Linked DNA regions of Mus musculus: region 2 is linked to region 1. Evidence: chromatin contacts called from public Micro-C data. All regions are on one chromosome and are shown on one strand. Each heading gives the region's core, a stretch centred on a gene start, on an enhancer-like site or on the middle of the called end of the contact. The rest is flanking DNA. Distances are from core to core; before and after follow the strand shown. Region 1 has its middle 27 kb from the start of Gm40445. Region 2 overlaps Sptb (spectrin beta, erythrocytic).

Region 1 (3,992 bases), core at 375-2,874:
CAGAAGCTTAGTCCTTAAGGAATGAAATTCATGTACACTACCACTTCCGCTGAGCTTCAAGGCTACCCTCTCATCCGTTTCTCTCCTCATTCTTCACCGTCAGTCATCGTGGTGTCTGTGTCCCCAATATCCAGGGACTTCAAGGCCTGCTCCATCTACTGTAAGCCTGTCAGAAGGCTACACTCCAGGGACGGGTATCCCTGGCTTTCTACCAGAGAGGCAACTTGGTCTCCAAGGGTGGGGCAGAGGTGGGGGTGGGGGTGGGGTGGGGGGAGAAGTGGCAAAGTGTAGAGAATTTAGCTTAGGGATCCTGGCTCCCTCAATGGGAGAACTTTTTCTCAGGGTTATTGACTTCTTGACAGAGAGACCTTAGACTAGTGGTTTTCAACCGTGTCCTAATGCTGCAACCCTTTAACACAGTTCCTCAGATGGTGGTGACCTCCAACCATAAGATAATTTTTGTTGCTACTTCATAACTGTAATTTTGCTAGTTACAAATTATAATGTAGATATCTGATAAGCAGAAGGTCACTCAGTTTTATTGGATGCTAGGAATCCAGCTTAAAGGGTCTTTTGACACCCTACAAAGGGGGCCCAACCTACAGTTTGAGAACCACTGCCTTAGGTCATGTTCAAGTTTTTTTCTTCCCTTTTCTTCCCTTTCCTTTCTTTTCCTTTTCTTTTCTCTTCTTTCCTTTCTTTCTTTTTCCTTTTTTCTTTCTTTCTCCTCCTCCTCCTCTCTTCCTCCTCTTCCTCCTCCTCCTCCTCCACCTTCTTCTTCTTCTTCTTCTTCTTCTTCTTCTTCTTCTTCTTCTTCTTCTTCTTCTTCTTCTTCTTCTTCTTCTTCTTCTTTCTTCTTTGCTTTGAGACAGGGTCTCATGTAGCCTGCTGGGACAACAAAAGCAGAAAACTTTCTCCCAACACTTGTTTGAGACTGGAGACTGAATTTGGAGCCTCAGTTCCTACCAATATTTTCTCTCAAAGAATGTTTCTCTTGATGATGATGATAGTGGTGGTGATGTTTTGGTAATTTTGGGTTTTTGAGACGGGGTTTCTCTGTATAACCTTCTTTGGCTGTCCTGGGACTTTTGCTGAAGACCTGGAACTCATAGAGCTACATTTGCCTCTGTCTCCTGAGCCTTGTGATTAAAGGCAAGCACTGCCACCATTCAACTCTCCTTTTTTTTATTTTTTTGAGACAGGATCTCACTTGGTCACTATGTAGCTCTGGCTGGCCCAGAACTACTATGTACATCAAGTTGGCCTCAAATTCACAGAGATCTGTCTACCTTTACCTCCTAAGGACTGGAATTAAAGGCTTGTGCCACCACATCACACCAGGCCCCAGATCATAGGCCCTAGATCATACTGTTTTAATTTTTACATACTTTATTTATTAATCTTGTGGAGAGGGGAGTGCGGCACGCTCGTGCCAACAAGCCCAGGTTAGTCAGGCTTGGCAGCAGGAGCCTTTACCCTCTGAGCCATCTTGCTGGCCCGAGATCATATTTCAATCTAAAGAGAAAGCATACTCACTATCTGCCTTTCTGGTCGCCCCCTGGGCATTTGCTTTCTTATAAAAGTTTGGAGAAGTCTGAAGGATCAGTCCCAAAGAATGGACAAGCGGCTCACTTCTGCCCCCTAGAGGACATGAAGAAAGAAGCGGGGGAGCTAAATACGTGCTCGGAAATCCTTACAGAAACAAGAATTTAAAACCCTCAATCTAAAGAGAGCATCATTTAGCTCCCGAAAGAGAGGCGGGCTGGAAGCAGGTTATCCGGACCAAGATTAAGAGCATATCAGGGTAAACCGATAACCAGACGGGGACAGCTCACTCCCCACCTCCACCCCTCACACCTTCCTGCTCCCCAGCCCTCATTCCCATCCCCACCTCAAGAGAGTCAAGAGAGGGTTTCTCTATGTAGCTCTGGCTGTCCCGGAAGTCACTCTGTAGACCAGGCTGGCCTCAAACTCAGAGATACCCTGCCTCTGAGTGCTGGGATTAAAGACATGAACCACCACCCGGCCGGAAGCACTCATCTTAACCCGAACCCCAGAGTTTGTTTGTTTGTTTTTTAAGTGTTTGAGGTTTTTGCATGTTTACCATGCGTATGCAGTGTCCATAGAGGTCAGAAGCCAGCATCGGATTCCTGGAACCAGAGCTAAGGACGGTTTGAGTTACAGTGTAGGTGCTGGGAAATGAGTCCTAGTTCTCTGCAAGAACAACAGGTTCTCTCAACCCCGGGAGCTATCTCTCCATCTCTCCAGGCTCTCTGATCCCCAGCACCTTTATACCAGGGCAAGCCTGGGGAACAAACACACATCATTCATGCATCCTACAAAAGCTACCAGAACACCTCTCATCTACACGGTTACTATAGCCTGTGGTGCACTTAACAGAGCTGGGTCTGCGGTCCTTGCTCCAAAGAGGATGGGCCAGTTAGATTATCTCTTTTGAGATACTTGGCTTGCTGATTGAAAAAAGAACCCATTTGCACAATGCCCTGGCAGTCCGGATGCCACCTTGTGCTTGTCGGCTTGATTTCACTTGTTCTGTTGGACCTCAGTTTCCTTGGCTGTAACAGCAGACTGTAGCTCACTAACCTCCTTCCTGCTCTCTGTCTGCAAAGCTTTAACCCCTTCCCTCCCTCCAAGATGGCTGAGGGAAACTTGTCTATGTGCCCTGCCTAGGATGTTGGTCTCCATACCTGTGCAGAGTTATCTCCCCACAAACAGTTCCTGAAAAGCCCAACAGCTGCTGGAACCTGTGCCCTCCCGGTCCCCTAGGCTCTGGGCTCTGGGTATCTCTGTTGCTGGCATTCCCAGCCATGCTGTAGGTCCTTTCTTTTTGCTGCTATCTAGGTTGTAATGTGGATTTTCATTTCACGAGGGAATCCTGGGGGAAAGTACAGTTGACTGAAAAAGGAAAATGTCTAGAAATCCAGAAATCTTGAGATCTGAAATCCATCAGGCCAGGCTTTAAACCCTGGCTCTGTGACTTAATAAGCGTGTGATTTGGAACAAGTTGCCCATGCTGGGCTTGGTTTCTTCATCTACAGAAGGGGCATAAGAAAAATGTCTACATGCTGTGGGAAAGAGGACACCCACATTGTGCCTGCAGACAAGGCGGGTGGTTTGCTTTTTCTCCCCAGACCTCTGGGTTTTTGTAATAACCAGAGGATGTGGGCACACTCCCAAGCATCCTTTCTGCTTGGAATCCCAAATGTGTATTTGTAGATCCTAAGCATCTCTTACCCCCAGCAATTGGGAGACTGCTGCAGGGGAAGACAGGGGAGTCTGAGGTCATCCTGGGTTACATAACGAGAACCTCTCTCAAATCATCACTCACACTCACACTCATTCACACACTCACACACACACACATAAACACAAACACACACATACAAGCACTCATACAGACACACACATATAAACACACACAAGCACCCACATAGACACATGCAAGCACTCACACAGATAACACATAAACACACAAACACTCGCACACATACATACACACAAGCATTCACACAGACACATATACAAACATACTCACATACACACACACAAAGACAACACACTTATAAAATTTTTACATACAAACGCTCACACACAAGCACTCAGATACAAACACACAAATACACACACACTCATATGGACACATAAACAAATATACACTGATACACACACACACACACACAAAGACATACACACACACACACACACACACACACACACAGATTCACGTGGACACCAGAGGACAATTTTTCCTTCCACCGTGTGGGTTTAAGGGTGGAACTCAGTCTTGGAGGCAGGTGCCTTTATTCCCTGAACCACCTTGAAGGACCCTGTCCGGATTTTCTCATTATTTCTCTGCTTCTCATAAAGGGTCCATGCCAAAGATCTCTCCTTTCCAACTTTCCTCAGAACAGAAACATCCAAATAGACAAGCCCTACAAATGTCCTTTCTTTGACCAACAGAACAAGGTCCT
Region 2 (3,992 bases), core at 932-3,431, 150 kb before region 1:
GATCTTTGGGGTGAAATGGGAGTTGTATGCTCAAGCACTACCCATAAGACACCCTCTCTCCTTTTGCTGACAGGGCCATAAGGTCCAAGTTTAGGCTTGTATGGGGGCCTCCATGAGTCATGGAAGTTCACTCTGCATGCATCAGTGACTGACATCATTGAAGCTTTGACCACATCACCCCATTTCTAAGTTCCCCTCAGATGACAACTTGAATGCCATTTCTGTGGCTCCTGGTTTGATCGGATGTTTTCCCGTGAGACCCCATCATATGCTATTCTCTTTAGCTATAGTGGTTCTTCTGGCCAGGCCTTTGAAGGGTCCTGGTGATGGTAATAGGAGGGACCTGGGTGACACCGAGAAAGCACTGGGTTGAATTTGGTTTCAGGCTCATTGCCTTGGCCTGGGGTGGGGGGTGTTGTTCATTTCTGGAATCACCATAGGTAATCCGCCCTCTCTGAGACCATCTTTGCCTCAGCATGTGGACACACCTCACCCACCAACCCTTGACTCTGGCAAAATTGCCACCTGGGCAGGGGCTAGGGAAGGTGTCAGGAGGAAGAGACCCCATTCTCATTTCTTCTGTGGTATCTATCCCCAGGGACTTGGTCCTTCTGTTATCAAGCAAGCAAACAAGCAAACAAACATACTAGACTCATTTGTTCAGATACACAAATGTATTTCCCCACATTCCTGGCAGGGCCACTGTCTGGCTGCTGTCCTTTGTGAGCTGCGGTCTCAGGAAGGATGGTGTTTTTAAGCAGGATGAATTGCTGTTGTGTCCCTGATCTCCTGCACCCAGGGCCATCAATCTTGTCTTGCACGCTGGTTCTGCTGGTCTGCCTACTTGGGCTCATCTTTCTGGGGCAGACTTATTTACGAAGCCATAGCTAAGGTAATCTCACTCCCAGACCCGCAGCCTGGGCCTCTCTCAGCCACTCTTAAAAATAGCCTGGGATGAAGGGAGTGAGCCAGGGTCTGGTTACCTCTGGGGCTCACAGGCGATCTTACCTCACATCTGACAACTTGGCCCCTCTCAGGGGCTTCTGGATAAGCTTGTGGCTGTGCAGGTGGTGGTCAGCTTGTCAGCCTCTGTCTGACTCACACTTCCAAGTCAGTGGTCATTGCGTTCCTCCGGGGAGGCAGTAAAGGCTTGAGAAGTAGGGAAACCCTTCCCAGCTGTCTCTGCTCAGACCATCGAGAGGACAGCCCAGCCCTAGAAGCAGTTAGTCCATTACGGAGAACGGGCTGTTCAAAGGGACAACAGTAGTCTTGAGCACAGGCCTGGCATGGTGTGGGGGATACTGTGTTCAGGATAATGACTGGCTTTCCCACTTTGCACGTTCTCTTTGCCCTGAGCAGTAAATACCTTCGTTCAGCGCTAGCATCTGGGACACACTCTCCCAATGGCCCAATTCTCTCTCCCTATCCCTAAGACCATTTCGGTCAAGGGTGATAACAGGACTCTAGCATGACCTGTTGTCTAAGCCCCTACAGTAGTGGTAGACGACCTTGGGGAGGCCCCATCCTGTGTCTTTTTCTCCCTTGTGCAGTTAGAGATGATAATTTTGGCTCCTGTCTTACCTCAAAGGGATGTGGTGGGATTGATTTATCAGACTGGGAGACAAGAGTCTGAAGTGACTAAGTCTGAAGAGTAAGGTCCAAACACTGCAGTCGCGCTCAGAGTGGCAAGCAAGCATTGTGCCTCCTGCCTGTGTGAACCTCCTGGGGATGTGAGCCCACGTGTTGGCATATGTGAAAAGACGGTGTATAGTTTAGTAGTTATTCATGTTTGTTGTTTGCCCGCCTCCCTGGCCTTTCCACCCATGGTTACTCTCGTGAATGGGAAAGCTCTGGGCCCCCATTCTGAAGTACAGACTTGAACTTGGAATCTCTTAAGTTCCCAGGCACAGATGAGAGAAGGCAGTAATTTTCCCAAGGCCGTGAACATTGGTAACCAAGATGGCCGCTGCTGCCACCTCCTGTCTCTCTTTTCTCCCCAACATCTCCTATTCTCCAGTTACTCGCCGGCTCCCTGGTTCTTGCTGTTGCTTCTTATCTTCAGTGTTGATATTTCCTTTCGTTTAGATTCTTGTCCCTTTCGACCCATCCTTCCACGAGTGCCTCCAGACTTCCTTGGAAAGCATTTGCCAATCACGTGGTTCTTGGCACTCAGTCCCTAACATACCCAGTTCTCCTTTTGTCATGACGTACAGTGCCTGCTACTGCTACCCTGGCTCTCTGGGCTGCTTGGACTGGTCAGGGATTCAACAGGAGACCTTATTCCAACAACTGCTCACACTTTCAAGAAGAAAACAAAACAAAACAAAAAGAACAAGAAGAAACTTGACTTCTTCTGTTGTTAAGGGTGGAGTCTCAGGGGCAGGGCGGGCAGCCTGATAGACTCAATGTCTCCACCCCCACCCAACCCCACACTGGTTCCGTTTAAGTCAGACCCAGTCAACTGCAACTGTCATCCCCCCCCCACACCTGCCTTTGTCTCCACCCACCCCCCAGGCAGACTTCTGATCTTAGTCCCTGACTGAGGTGAGGTGTCTCTTCCTTGAGTGCCCATCCCACAATCCCCAGCCTCTGGTTCCCAGGAGAGCTGTCTCTTAAGCTGCTCCAGTGCCCAGGCAGCAGCAGGTTTGACGGAAGCTGGCTCACTGGGACTGATGTCTCCACCTGCTGGCCATCCTGACCCTGCCGCATGCAGCTCTCAGCCTGTCCCAAACACTGTCACTGTCACAGCCAATGCCGCCGTTACTCCTGCTGCAATATTTTGTAACACAGGGCCCTGAGACCCCAGGGGAAGAAACTGCCCTGACAGTGTGTGGCTTCCATAGGATCTGCTTCTGTTGGACTTCCCTCATAAGTCCCCACCGAGAAAAAGAGCAAGGGGCTTGGATGCTAACCCTTTGCCTGTGTTGCTGTCCCCTAGGGACCCTTCCATGAAGACTGAGCCAGGCACAGCTGCTAAGAAGAGCCTGCTGACATGACATCGGCCACGGAGTTTGAAAACGTGGGCAACCAGCCACCATTCAGCCGGATTAACGCCCGCTGGGATGCCCCCGATGACGAACTGGATAATGACAACAGCTCAGCCAGGCTCTTTGAGAGGTCACGGATCAAGGCCTTGGCAGGTACTGCTTGGGGCCATGGGGGTCAGAAGGTTACAGTCATAATCCTTATCAGGTCCATGTCCCTCCTGGCTATGGTGGAGCCTCTGTATGTGAGCTCTCATATGGCAGTGTTGGGAACACCTTTGCCAAGTTCCGAGAGCACCCTTTCCCCAGGGAATACAGGCTTCAGCAGCTTGTCCCAGAATCCTCAACTTCCTCCCAATTGTTCTGAGAGTCAGGGAAATGCTGGCATTGGTGGAGGGTGGTTCGGCCATCTGTCTCTGTTCCAAGTGACCTGGGACCAAAGTGAAAAATGTGAGTAAGGAGTGTCTGAGGGGCTACACAGGCACAAGTTCAAGAGGTGACCTGTGCCCTTACTACCTTGCCTATATGTACGGAGAGAGCAATTACCGTTGCTTCCTCTGTGGTCCCAATGAAGGTAGGAAATTGTAAACAGAGACCATCCTTTCCAGTCTGCCTTAGGAAGGACATTTACCGCATGAAGCCTCTCATCTTGAACTGGGGTTGGATTGGTGCTTAGCAGTGTCTTACTGATTTATTCATAGCTGGATTATGAGAACAGCTCAGCCAGGCCCTTTCAGATCAAGGCCTTGACAGGTACTGCTCAGGACCATGGGGGTCAGAAGGTTACAGTCGAACCCCCCCCCCCCCGCCCCAGATCCTTGTCCTTCCTTGCTATGGTGGAGCCTCTGTTTGTGAGCCCTAGTATGGCACAAGGCTTTTCCTCCTTTGAGAGTGTGGTTTGTGTGTGTGTGTGTGTGTGTGTGCACATGCTCATGGCAGGGAATATCTTAACATCTCTAGTAGAATGACTTCTCTGCCTGCTAGCTGAGATCTGCTTTTTTAGGACCC

Evidence for each region. Hi-C and Micro-C count contacts between places; a contact is called where the count stands out from the background.
Region 2: a contact with region 1 is called in a Micro-C map of the G1E-ER4 cell line, with 2.1 times the contacts expected there. The contact joins two enhancer-like sites. A contact is called at or near these places in 4 of 484 Hi-C or Micro-C datasets (the G1E-ER4 cell line, bone marrow-derived macrophages and nephron progenitors).

The regions. Positions count from the first base shown.
Region 1 is chr12:76,494,138-76,498,129 of GRCm38.p6, reverse strand. No RefSeq gene overlaps it. Among named protein-coding and RNA genes, the nearest start is that of Gm40445, 27 kb to the left of the region's middle. Within about 2 kb of position 1,624, at least 9 of the 459 cell types and tissues checked have an H3K27ac peak or open chromatin away from gene starts, as enhancers often do. A contact at or near this core is called in the G1E-ER4 cell line, where this site is marked.
Region 2 is chr12:76,648,925-76,652,916 of GRCm38.p6, reverse strand. It overlaps Sptb (spectrin beta, erythrocytic), which reads left to right. Exons shown (of 36, transcript NM_013675.3): 2 at 2,939-3,140. The coding sequence starts at 2,993. Among named protein-coding and RNA genes, the nearest start is that of Sptb, 60 kb to the left of the region's middle. Within about 2 kb of position 2,181, at least 20 of the 459 cell types and tissues checked have an H3K27ac peak or open chromatin away from gene starts, as enhancers often do. A contact at or near this core is called in the G1E-ER4 cell line, where this site is marked.